Linked DNA regions of Danio rerio: all the other regions are linked to region 1. A link is a contact called in public HiChIP or PLAC-seq data. All regions are on one chromosome and are shown on one strand. Each heading gives the region's core, a stretch centred on a gene start, on an enhancer-like site or on the middle of the called end of the contact. The rest is flanking DNA. Distances are from core to core; before and after follow the strand shown.

Evidence for each region. HiChIP or PLAC-seq counts read pairs in DNA pulled down with a chosen protein or histone mark.
Region 2: an H3K4me3 HiChIP or PLAC-seq map of gastrula embryo shows a contact between it and region 1, with 6 times the contacts expected there. The contact joins the promoter of ppm1db here to the promoter of tbx2a in region 1. A contact is called at or near these places in 6 of 18 Hi-C or Micro-C datasets (caudal fin, embryo, fibroblasts and 2 more) and 3 of 4 datasets of contacts at active chromatin or transcription factors (caudal fin, embryo and gastrula embryo).
Region 3: an H3K4me3 HiChIP or PLAC-seq map of embryo shows a contact between it and region 1, with 6 times the contacts expected there. The contact joins the enhancer-like site here to the promoter of tbx2a in region 1. A contact is called at or near these places in 6 of 18 Hi-C or Micro-C datasets (caudal fin, embryo, fibroblasts and 2 more) and 2 of 4 datasets of contacts at active chromatin or transcription factors (caudal fin and embryo).

What each region holds. Positions count from the first base shown.
Region 1 is chr5:61,843,319-61,847,628 of GRCz12tu, forward strand. tbx2a (T-box transcription factor 2a) reads right to left here and starts at 2,520. Exons shown (of 7, transcript NM_001102384.1): 1 at 1,762-2,520; 2 at 794-1,061; 3 at 62-208. The coding sequence starts at 2,120. LOC141385627 (a long non-coding RNA gene) reads left to right here. Exons shown (of 3, transcript XR_012406395.1): 3 at 3,786-4,310.
Region 2 is chr5:62,249,053-62,253,362 of GRCz12tu, forward strand. It overlaps ppm1db (protein phosphatase, Mg2+/Mn2+ dependent, 1Db), which reads right to left and starts at 1,722. Exons shown (of 6, transcript NM_001007340.1): 1 at 1,168-1,722. The coding sequence starts at 1,651. All of the region lies in intron 6 of si:ch211-127d4.3, which reads right to left.
Region 3 is chr5:62,167,837-62,172,146 of GRCz12tu, forward strand. No RefSeq gene overlaps it. Among named protein-coding and RNA genes, the nearest start is that of ppm1db, 81 kb to the right of the region's middle. Within about 2 kb of position 2,210, at least 20 of the 62 cell types and tissues checked have an H3K27ac peak or open chromatin away from gene starts, as enhancers often do.

The DNA.
Region 1 (4,310 bases), core at 1,270-3,769:
AACATCATAAAAGCCAAATAAAAACACACTTTTTAAGCTACGTTTAAGTACTCCAACTTACCTTGTCATTCTGATATGCAGTGACAGCTATAAAATCGGTCTCGGGGAATACATATGTCCTGAAGGTGCTATAAGGAAGCTTCAGAATGTCGTTGGCTCTAACGATATGAAACCTGGGTTGGTATTTGTGCATTGAATTTAGAATAGTCTGAAAGAAAATAAAATAAAGTTATACGGTCAATAAGAAAATCAGCGACATCAAAACACTTAAAAAGAGACAAAACACTAAATGTCGGCGACTGCTGTGTTTTATGTATCTTTATAATGTGATCTTGGAGGTGATTGCTGAGACAGGCCTTTAGTGTATAATCTTTGTATTATTATTATTATTATTATTATTATTATTATTATTATTATTATTATTATTATTATTATTATTTTGTATTTTCGGCCCTTGTTTTAGGCTATAGCTAAAATAGATTGCATTGCAATTTAAATATTTTGTATGTTAGAATATCGTAAGTAACAAAAATTACATTTGAGACAGCTTTTCATTCATGCTTCATTTAGTCAACACTTCCTAAAACATGCTAAAAATCCAAATGCACCCCAAAATGTCCAAAGACCATAGCGTAATTTCCCAATCATCTTTGCTTCTTGATCATAGATAACCCAACTTTATTCACCGTATCCCCTTTGTTGTTCTTGCAATGAATGGAAATTACATAATAAGAAAATAGGAAGAGTTTCTAATAACACATTTAGATTTACATACAAGAAAAAAGTAACTTACAAATCCATGTTTATCCGAAATATTGTTGGTGAGCTTGAGTTTATGGAAAGCAACAGGTTTTGCCATCCACTGTTCACCAGTAGCCGGGCTATCTGGGTGAATGTACATTCGTTTGGGCATCTCCGGATCGGCCTTTCCTGCGACCATCCATCGAGAGTTGTGAAATTTGTACCGACAGTCATCCGCCGCAACAATATCCATCAAAAGTATATACTTGGCTTTTTTGTCCAGGCCGTTCACCCGCACCTTGAACGGAGGAAACATTCTCCTATGGACGAAAGAGATATGATGGTGGGTCTGGGGCCGAATTTATTTAACATTTTTAGAAGACATTAAATAAATTTCTGATTGGATATAAATGCAAATAACTAATTTAACTATACCTTTCCCGTTATAACCATAAATAAATAAATAGCCAATGTTTTGCTTGTTTGGCAAAGGGCAAAACATGGCTATTTATTGTTTATATAAACATTTACCGACTATATTTACAAAGTTAAAAGAATTTTTTACATCTTTATAATTCATGTAGACTTGTTATTTAGACATGCTTGTCGATAAAATATCGAAATAAATTTATAAATTAATAAAATGTAGCCTACCAGCTAATAGTTGTTGTTTATTTTCACTTAAACACGTTCCCATCGTTTACAGAAAGATTTTGGTTACATTGGTTCAGAAACATTAGTCTATTTATATATTAGTGTTTTTATTTAATAGCCTAATAGATCGCATATAAATTTTATTTGAATACTGTCATGAATATATGCTATGTGGAACAATTCTTAGTCTACTCTCTTAAGAGGCTTCGATGCTATGTCAGCATCCAGTACATCTGAATTTTAACCGAGCAATATTTTATAATGTAAAGTATATTTTACGATAAAATAGACCCAACTCTTCGCAGAGTAATATAATAACATCACCCTATGCAGCATTCAATAGGTTAAATAATGTAAAGACCTTACCTTCCTGATTTAGTGATGACCATTTCTGTTCCAATTTTGTGGAATTGATCCCAAAGCTCCTTAGCTTCTAATGTAACTTTAGGATCGTCCTCAACATCCTCCTCTGGCTCGAGACCCTTGAAAGAGCGCAGATGAGCCGCCTGGTGGTGATGTCCAAGCGCCGCGTGTAAACCAGCTTCAGCCGCACCGGAGAGCGCATGATCCGCCAGCGGTTTACTGAGACCCGGTGGTAAAGTGAGCGCTGGAAAGAACGAAGGTTGAGCCGCCGCAAGGAAAGCTGACATGGGAAAGTCGGCCGGCCTGTGCGCGTGAAAAGGGTGATAAGCCATAGCGTTCGCTGTGAAAACTGGATCTCTCATCGGTGCATCCAAAAAGCCAGATGAATGTATAATATTCTAAAAAAAGAATTGCGCCTGTAAAAACAACTCGTAAGTCCGACTGACTGTCGCTCTCTTGCCACTGAAAGCCAGTGTTGATTTCACAGTAGTTGAAGAGGACTGGTAGGAAATGTCACTACCATTTGAGTATGTCCAGTTGCAGCACAGTGATAATATCCTTCAAAAGAGCAATATTGACACTTCGGTTCAGATTTACAGTTTTCCTGCTGCAATAGTCTCAAGATTTAAAGCAGCCCCAAAATCAAGGATGCGTAAGTCACGAGCACTGTTGAAGAATTGGAGGTTCTTCCCTGACCACTGTGTAACTGTGTCTGTCTTACATGCCCCTTCTCACTGGATCTCCGCACTAATGAACCAGACCGTCTTGATTGCCGATTTTACGCATTCTGGACCAATTGTAGAGCTTCATAGGCGTGGTTTTGACAGCTCCAGCCAAGATCGTGGAAGGGGGGTTGACTGGAAGGTGTCGGAAGCATTTGCAGTAAGAAAACATGTCAACAGAATAAAATATTAACCAATGACAGAGTAAGGATCTGGAAACCCCACCCCCGCATAACCTAACTGAAGAACGGTCATCTGGCTGTAGGCAGCCGTGTAAGAGAGTGCTTCTCCCGGCTTGTGTTTCACCAGTATAAGAACCGTGTGCTTTCTGTAAGCTCCAATGCTAAACTTTTAGAAAATGCATTTAAAGTTGTATGTGACTAACATACAAAAAATATTTAATGTCGATTTAGTGTCGCTGTTTTAAACATTTTGGAAATATATAGCAGCAACCCACATTTCACGGATAACAAAATAATTCTAGACAACAAATGCAGTTATTTGTGTTTACGAAGACCTTAAACCGACCGAATGTAATATTTTACAGTACTATATTCGCCTATTTTTTACCCTAGCGATCTTCCGTACATTGGTTTCAGGATGTGGGATACTCGTAAAAGCAGGGCGCATTTAAAAGCGAAAATAAAGAATTTAGAGGGAATAACGAGCTGTCACATAGCCTTTTTTCCAATATACGCCTGCAACAAACTATCGATGAATCGATCCTTGATAGAGACATTGTGTATTTTATTGTAGCAAATAATTGTATATTCATCTTTTTTCATTTTACAGAGCTATTCACTGTTTGTAAAATCGGCCGACAGGGTACAGCAGAGTAACAATCTCAGCTTTAAAGCTCCACAAACAGTCGTGTACCTTTAAGAGGCTCGTCAACAGATTCTTGATTAAGTGGGACTCCGTTTGTTAAAGAGCGCTTGGCGCCAGTCTGCTGGAGTCCCACAATAAGAACCTACCCCTGTCAATTCATATTTACCCCCAAATTCTCAAACAGCGTTCACCGATCCACTCAATGTTCTCCATTGCTTAGTCTACATGTTGAAAAAAATCCAACGAAAGTTTTTTTTTCTTCTTCTGCCAATCTATTTCCGCTTTCAACAATTAATCACCCTAGTGAAAGCCAACATATGGAAGATTTGTCTGGTGTTTTGAATAGATGTCTGATCAGTTAGGCTACTTTGATAAAAAAGGACGCAAAACAGTTAGGATTGGTATTAATTCCACACGTTTTTCTCAGATTTGGAATCTTGCACAATGTCAACAGGAAATACACGTTGTTTCTTTCAGTGAACTCATTTCATTCTCTGAAATGCTTACGGTGGACTTCAGAAATGACTTACTGAAGAACCCAAAACAACAGAACTTTCCTGAGAGAGAGAGGGGGACATAGGTTGCTTCCGACTTAATGCCGTCAAATCTCAAGCCGCTCTGCGAGTTGAAGTTATAAGAGAGGATCTTGAGTTACGGGTCCAGGATTTTCATTCACGGATATGCGAAGACAACAGGAAGAGGACATCAGAATATTTTTATGGATCATCCTGTTTCGATATTTCAACTTTGGTAAGATCTATGATATAGCATATAATGTGGACAAGCTTCATATTTCCGGTATAAATGAACGCAGGTGTATTTAGAAATTTTAATGTATTTACTTTAACATAGTATGCATCTATTCAAGGCATTGTTTCTAGCCATTAATTCCACATTGCGAAATAATTTATGTACTGCTTTGTTCTGCAATATCCTTGTAGGCTAAGTTAAACATAATTCGAATTATTTAAAATATTGTTTCTTAGCTGCTGTTTTTTTTTT
Region 2 (4,310 bases), core at 472-2,971, 400 kb after region 1:
GCTGATTCATTGGAGACAATACTTGCAGAAATTCTCATTACAGTGACATGCTCTTTCTTAATAGTCATTACTTCTGCCATTATATCAAACTTTGATAAGTAAATATTTATATTATAAAATATATTGCAATAATAACATATTGTATTTGCATCTTTCCTTTACATCTATTGTATTTGTGAAAAAGTTCTACAACATTTATGAAATAGTTCCACTGTTTAACCAACAGTATGTAAATAATTTTACATGTACATATAATAGACATTTTGAGGGATGTAAACAGAAACAACAGTCCCAACATATTTCCGATGGTATATTTTTAATTTCTATAGCTTCTGAAAATCTAAAAAGATTCACATATTAATAAAAAATGTTATGATAGCTGTTTTAACATTAAGTTATGAATATGATTGAATAGCCTCTTGTTACAGTTATGAAATAGTTTGTCAACAAGGAGGAAATGTTCATGAGCCAATGACAAAACCACATTGAAATGGTTTATATGGGCAATTATTCAACTACTACTGTACAATAATTATACACATGTCAATGAAATAAATTAGTCCCTTAGGACCAAATGCTGAATTGTCCACCTGTCAAACTAAAACATTTTACATTAATTTGGTTAAGAGCTTATTAGAAAATAAATGAACTGAATGTGTATATTAAATAGAGCATGGACTCATTAATTGTGAACACGTTTTAAATGTGTGATAAGAACTTTTTAAATATTTGATTAAAAATTTGTGTGGTGATGGAAATGACAGGGTGTTGTGGAAATGCCAGTCAAAATGGTCCGCACATGCGCAGAACGATCCTTCTGATCGATTTTTTTTTCGTCTTTTCGGCAGTAAGTAGTTTGAGTGGCGCCCAATTTCAAAAAGGTCTACTAGCTTGACAGCTAATTTATGTAGTCGCAAACTCTATGTTATCATAATCCATCTTGCCTTAAAAGTGATACTAACATGCATGATTGCAGTCGCTATAACTTGCCTAAAGGTAAATTGCAGTGTCGAACATCATAACGTTAACCTAATCGGAGCTAATCACAATATCGGGAAACGTCACGTTGTTCACACGGGTGTATGGATACGAGTGTAATAGTGTTAAATTGACAAGAGTGTGATAATGTTGAATTGATATGCGTGTAATGGTGTTGAATTGACTTACGAAGCTTTTTCCACATCGCGTGATGACATGCGATAAAGCCCTTCCGAATTGCGGAACAAACCTTCCGGTAATCCTTAGACCAGAATCCCCGCTGCTTCTTGAGAAAATCCCAGAGGTGATCTCGAGCAAACATCGCAGCTTCTCGCCCTCCGTGTCCGTCAAATACGGCAAAAAAGGCGACCGATCTCCTGCTGTCCGCCGCCGCCGGTTGAGTCCCAGGCTCATCCGTACCGTCAGCCTCCTCGGTCGACAGCGGGTTTCTCCACGCTATCAGAACCGGTAAAGGATTGTTTGAGCAGTCCGGCGGTTCGCTATCAGAGACCGGCTCTTGGTCCGGCTTTGGATCAGCGTGTCCCGCCGCCTGCAACTCATCTTCGGTGGGTTCCAGCTCCACGATCACCTCCGTTAAATCCTCCATGTATTTCCTTCCTCCTTGTTCGGAGAAGACGCTCACTCGCAGCGATAGGTCGCAATTCATATCCATTCGGACCTTCCTTTAGTGCAAATCAACCTAAACTCTGCAAACGCGTTATTTAAACTGTTTTGGTTAACCTTAAAAACATTTATTTATCTGAGATCGTCTTTTGTTTATTTCCTAAGCTCCCAGTCCTTCCTTCCTTCGCAGACACACAGTGATGGATTCAGAAAGGTCACTAGCGCCATCTCTTGGGCAGGAGGTTCGTGTGCGACAGCCCGGAAGAACTCTCGGGAACTTGTCGATATCTTGCTTAATGTCCAATCCCACATGAAAAATACAACGTTTTTGAACCATACTGTAGTAAAGTCTACTGTAGTCTATGTATAATATTTACAAAACTTTATTAATGAATGCTAGCATACTGTACACTCACCGGTCACTTTACTAAGTACCCCTTAACGTTACTAGTATGGGGTTGGACCACTTCTGACTTCAAAACTGCTTTATCCTTCATGGTATAGATTTAACAAGGTACTGGAAATATTCCTCAGAGATTTTGGTCCATATTGACCATAGATATATACACTAGATGTCGCATACGTCAATAGAGCCGCCATTTTTGAACAGAGCTCCCAGGACAAATGTCATTCAACCGCACTAGTCAAGACAGTGCCAATGTGAAGATTCTGGACTTTAGCGCTGTCTACGGGTGTAGTAACGAGCAAACAAAGAAAACATAGCACACAGGCAGAATATTTCATAGGTAGGATTTAGTTTTTTATGTTTTTGTATGTTATGAACTTTTGTGCTAAACGGGTAACGTTATTGATGATGATAATACAGTCACTTACTGCATTCACCATAAGGCAAAGTAGCACAAACTTGCACTAAATACTAGGCTTTCATTTCAGCTAAGCAATACCCTGTACTAAAATGGCGGCTCTATTGACACATTCCTTTCAGTAGACAACAACAGGGTAGGCAACATCTCATGTCTATGCATATTGACATAATAGCATCGTGTAGTTGCTGCAGATTTGTCGGCTGCATATCCTTGATGTGAATCTCCCGATGATGCTACCACATCCCAAAGGTGCTCTATTGGATTGAACCCTGCTGACTGTGGAGGCCATTTGAGTACAGTGAACTCATTGTTATGTTCAAGAAATCAGTCTGAGATGATTCATGCTTTATGACATGGCGTGTTATCCTGCTGGAAGTAGCCATCAGAAGATGGGTACACTGTGGTCATAAAGGGATGGACATAGACAGCAACAGGTAGGCTGTGACACTGACGTTTGGCCCAAAGTGTGCTAAGAAAATATACCCCACACCATTACACCACCAGCCTGAACCATTGATACAAGGCAGGATGGATCCTTGTTTTTATGATGTTGACACCAAATTCTGACCCTGCCATCCGAATGTCACAATAGAAATTGAGACTCGTCAGACCAGGCAATGTTTTTCCAATCTTCTATTGTACAATTTTGGTGAGCCTGTGTAAGTTGTAGTCTCAGTTTTCTATTCTTAGCTGACAAGTGTGGCACCCGGTGTGGTCTTCTGCTGCTGTAGCCCATCTGCCCCAAGGTTGGACGTGTTGTGGGTTCATAGAAGCTCTTCTGCATACCTCAGTTGTAATGAGTAGTTATTTAAGTTACTGTTGCCGTTCTCTCAGCTCGAACCAGTCTGGCCAATCTCCTCTGACTACTAGCATCAACAAGGCATTTTCTCCCACAGAACTGCCGCTCACTGGGTATTTTCTCTTTTTCTGACTATTCTCTGGAAACCCTGGAGATTGTTGTGCAGTTTCTGAAATACTCAGACCAGCCGTCTAGCACCAACAACCATGCCATGTTCAAAAGTCACTTAAATCACCTTTCTCCCCCATTCTAATGCTCGATTTGAACTGCAGCAAATCATCTCGACCATGTCTACATGTCTAAATGCATTGAGTTGCTGTCATGTGATTAACTGATCAGAAATTTGTTTTAACGAGCAGTTGGACAGGTATACCTAATAAAGTGACCAATGAGTGTATATTAACTATAGTGAACTGAAAGTAATTATACCTTTGTATACTTTAGTCTTGTAGCATTGGTTAACAGCAAGAAGCTTGCTAGTTCGAGCCTCAGCTGGTTCAGTTGGCATTTCTGTGTGGAGTTTGCATGTTCACCCAGTGGGTTTCCTCCAGGTGCTCCGGTTTCCCCCACAGTCAAAAGACATGCGGAATTGGTGATGTGAATAAACTAAATTGACTCTTTTGTATTTGTGTGAATGTGAGAGTGTATGGGTTTTTCCCACGATTGGGTTGCAGCTGGGAGGGCATCCGCTGAGTGAAACATATGCTAGAATCGTTGGTGGTTTATTCCGTTGTGGCGACCCCTAATTAAAAATTGATCTTTTTTTTACAGTATAAAAACAACACTCTTAATTAACACTGTAAAACTGCTAGGTTCCACACAATAAATTTGTGTTAGGACAACATCAAGGAATTAAGTTAACTTATTAATTTTACTAATTATTTTAATTGAACATAAAGCAATTAAGTTGTCCCCAAAAAACTCAAGAATTATGTTGTTTCAGCTTATTGTAAATAGGCAGTTTGAACAAAAAGCAAATGCCATTTTTTCAGTAAACCTCAGTTTCTGTTTTATACAAATAAACATTAAAGAGTGTCAAGATTACAAGATTTCTGTAAAATGAATATCTTTTATTGTTATTT
Region 3 (4,310 bases), core at 960-3,459, 320 kb after region 1:
CTGAGATCTTACAGTGTGACATGGCAGCCATGTTTATGCAGTCTGACATGCTACAATCGTTCAGGATTATAAACAAATTGCAGTATGATCCAGTTAAGTCTAAGTCTATAGTCCAAGTCTATGATCTCTTATTTGTTGTTCCTGTTTTCTAATCTATTCAGTTTAGGTGACTGGCTGGGCCATTCTATCAGCTTTATTTTCTTTTTTCTGAAACAAGTTGAGAGTTCCCTTGTGTTTCCTTTTGTCTTCCGTGTTTGGGGTCATTGTTTTGCTAAAATATTCACGCTCGTTTAATTTTCATCATCCTGGTAACGTAGATGTTGGGACTAAAGCAGCTAATATTCATTTGAACTGAGGAAATGTAGGGTTGCTTTCTAGACATTTCAGCTGCTGACTATACTTTCCATGCCTTTTCACACCTCAATTTCTTTATGTGTTCAATACTTTTTCGCTGAGTCATTTAATTTATATATCTTTTGTAAACTAATTAGTTTTATCTTTGTATGTGCAAATACAAATATACTTTGCATTTGTTTGTATTGCAATAAACAATTAGCTTATTTGCTTGCATTTACTACAATAGCATGTAGCTTAATCTCATTCAAATATATAGATTTGTAGTTCCAGCCACATGTTTGCGATGCTGTTTGTGAATGTTCATTTGGATGATGGATTTGAGCAACACCAAATTGCAGAATTATATTCATGATGCAATTTTAAGTTGTCTAACTATAGTTTTGGGAAACACACCACAGGAGGCTTAATTTACCTTTTCTTTCAAACAATCAAACAGAAAAGTCACCAAATGCCTTTAAAACAACATTTTTTATGGCGTCCTAAATAGGAGAAGATCAAAGTGTCTCACTGAAGCTTAACAAATGTACAAACAGAGTTATGGAGTGAAGGTCAGACAAGCATCTGTAATCTGCTTTAATGGTTCCTGGAGAGGTATTTTGAAAAAAAAAAAAAAAAAAAAAAAAGCTAAAGCGAGGAGGAAGTAGCCAGAGAGAAGAGTGAACAATCTCGGGGACATCCCTTACTAAGACTAACAGCTGTTTAAACATTTCCCAGATAAAGAAATTGGCTCGATTTATACAAAGCCGGACTTCAAAAGGCAGGAGTGAGCTGCTTATATTTACATAACTCACGGCTTGAAAGTCTCCTCACTCCAAAGACATGGAGCCCATTAATGCTGAGCAATAAAACTCCAACCCTTGTCCCGTTCCTTCCATTTTCATCCAATTTGAGCTTGCTCTCCTCCGCTCGGCCACAACTGACCCGCTGTCAGATATCTGACAGCTCAAGTTTACATTTGTAAAATGTGATCATTGTAAAACCATATGCTTCCTAAAACCCCTGCGTTTATCCAACTTATCCCAGGAAATCGCCTCTCTCTCTCTCTCTCTCTCTCTCTCTCTCTCTCTCTCTCTCTCTTTTTTTTTTCTGTGTGTGTGTCTAAGCACTGTGTTAGACATTGGGAAAGTGACCTTCTTGTTAAAGATTCGGGGAGAGATTATAATTAATAGCTTGTACATTTTATTAAAGCAGTGTAATTTGGCTGTAACAAATAAGACCTGTGAGGATTATGTGTTAATGTCTATGTTGATTGTGGATAAAGGGATATTAGCAGCAGTTCTGGTACATCTAGTGCCCAAGGTGAGATAAGACAAGACCGAAAACATGTAGTGGTTTGTAAGTGCGATACAAGTGGGATGGATTAGTGGTATTGTTTTTTGTTTAGCCATGAAATGGGACACCCGGGTTCAAATCCTGACTAAACACATTTCTTATTCCACGGAAAAAAAGGTCATGTAGATTTGGAGACTTTGGAGTTTAGTCATGTGAATGGATGATTTCAGTCACAGTATTTTAGAAAAACACTTTTTTTTGTCAACAATAGTCTACTGTTAGACTACTGTAATATCATCAATATAATTTAATAAATGTGATAATAAATAATATTACAAATAAATGAAATCATTTAAATACAATGATGATAATTACACAATAAATTTTAATAATTATTATATTAGTTTAATGTTGCTGTTTTCCCTCCTAATTGAACTATTTTGACTCGAATTTGTAAAAACGAAGTTTCTCCACACATATTGTGAACTCATTTATGCGTGAAGCATAAGATCATAGCGTGAGCTCATAGAGGGGAAGTAATGCAGTTGAGAGCCCTGTGGTGTGTTTCTGGCTGGATGAAGCTTCAGCACCCCTCATTGGTCACTTTAGGTAACATCCTATTATCGCTTTGCTTTTCTCCTTCTGGAAGTTCATCCATGTGTTTGTGTTCAATGGCATGTTAAAATCCCAACAAATAATTCAGCTCAAGCTTTAGATTACATGCAATCAAAGCAAACTTAGCAGGAATCGTGCAGAATGAGTTATTTGTATATGATTTATTCAGCGGTTTATAAACAATAAAATTGGTTTTAGAAATATTTTAATTAATGTAAATAAATAATAAAGCAAACATTTTCTTTAAAATTAGTTTAATTTAAATAATTATTTAACAGTTTTCACTTAAATAGCAACATACCAGTTTTAAAAAGGTTTTCTTTGTGTGTTGTCCTTTGCTTTAATTGTTGCAAAAATATTTTGGCAGAATAAATATTCCAACCATAACTCAGTGTGTACACAGTTTTTGATTTCAAAAGTGTGTCAAATCTTTAAAACAGTATCCGCAAACTTTCCTCAGTAAGATATATTTTGTAAGGTAATGCCTAAATATAAAAAAGTTAAATGATAAAGTAAAGGTCAAATGATTTCAGTGTAACATTAAAATTCTTTTTGTATTTCAATAATACAATTTTACAAAATTAGAAGAACAGTTCCTGGGTTAAATTAATTAATTTAATTTAACTTAATTAATTAATTTCCATTCCAGGAGTTTTTAATAGTTATTAAACTTAATGTTCCTGGAATTTAATAATAACGCGTACATATTACTACTTGATTAAACTAGTTCACATGAACAATTCTACAGCATTAATTAATTGTAGTGTAAATCTCAACGTTTATTAATTATTTTTTATTTTTTTAATTTGTTAATATTATTGCTCTGTGAAATAATTTGAACACTTAGTCAATTTGTATGTTTTAAAAATTATATACTTGTTGCTTTTTAATACTGTCTATTATTATTAATCTTGACAAATTAGACCATACTCAAGTATAAACATTTAGTAACACTTTATTATGATAGTCCTTTTGAGTATTAGTTGACTGTCTGCTTAATATCTGTTGATACTGCTCCTTTAACAGACATTTAACTGACTACAAGAAACTTTGCAAGTACATGTCAATGTACACAAACCCTAACCCCAACCTAACAGTTTACGTATAATCTAATAATAATTAGTTGGCATGTAGATGCAATGTAACTTAACTCAAGAATAGGTCCATCAAAATAAAATCTGACCCTATGTATTTGATTATATAATATTCATTAGTTAATGTTAATTAATGCATTTACTAACATGAACAAACAATGAACAATACATTTACTACTGTATTTGTTCGTGTTAGTTAACGTTAGGTAATGAAAATACAGTAGTTCATTGTTAGTTCATGTAACTCATGGTGCATTAACTAACAAGCATGGACTTGGATGTTAATAATGCAATAGTAAATGTTCAATTATGATTAATAAATGCTGTACAAGTGTTTTTCATGATTAGTTCATGTTAGTTAATACATTAACTAATGAACCTTATTGTGAAGTGTTACCAATTATATTGTGTTCGGTATTTGATTATGCGCATCCAAATTATTTAAAGACATAAGGGAATCAACAAAAATAAACTATGTATATTGTACTATATGTATGTATAGTATATAGCTATGTATAGTTAAGGTTAATGCATTTGGATCAATTCAGCAATATTAAACTTGTTTTTGAATAAAGTTTAGACAAAGATTTTTTAGTTGAAATGTTTATAAACAGTGCTCAGCATATATAAGTATACCCCTCACGATCTATCATTTAAATTCACATTTTAATGGGAAACTATACACTTTACAAAAAAATCCCTAATTTTATGGGCTTTTTTTAGCAAGCTGATGTGCCGTGAAAAAACAAAACAATAAATCGCAGCTGACTATAAAATAACGGACGTTAAATTACAGAAATGTCTTTCAATTGAAATTTGTGGTAAATTTATGTAATTTAATGTCTGTTATTTTACGGTAAACTTTAGTTTTATGGTAAAACCGCAGTTGCTGGCAAAAAAAAAAAACATAAAACTACGGATTTTTTTTTTTTAGCATACAATATTACATTTGTGCATATACATTAGATTAGT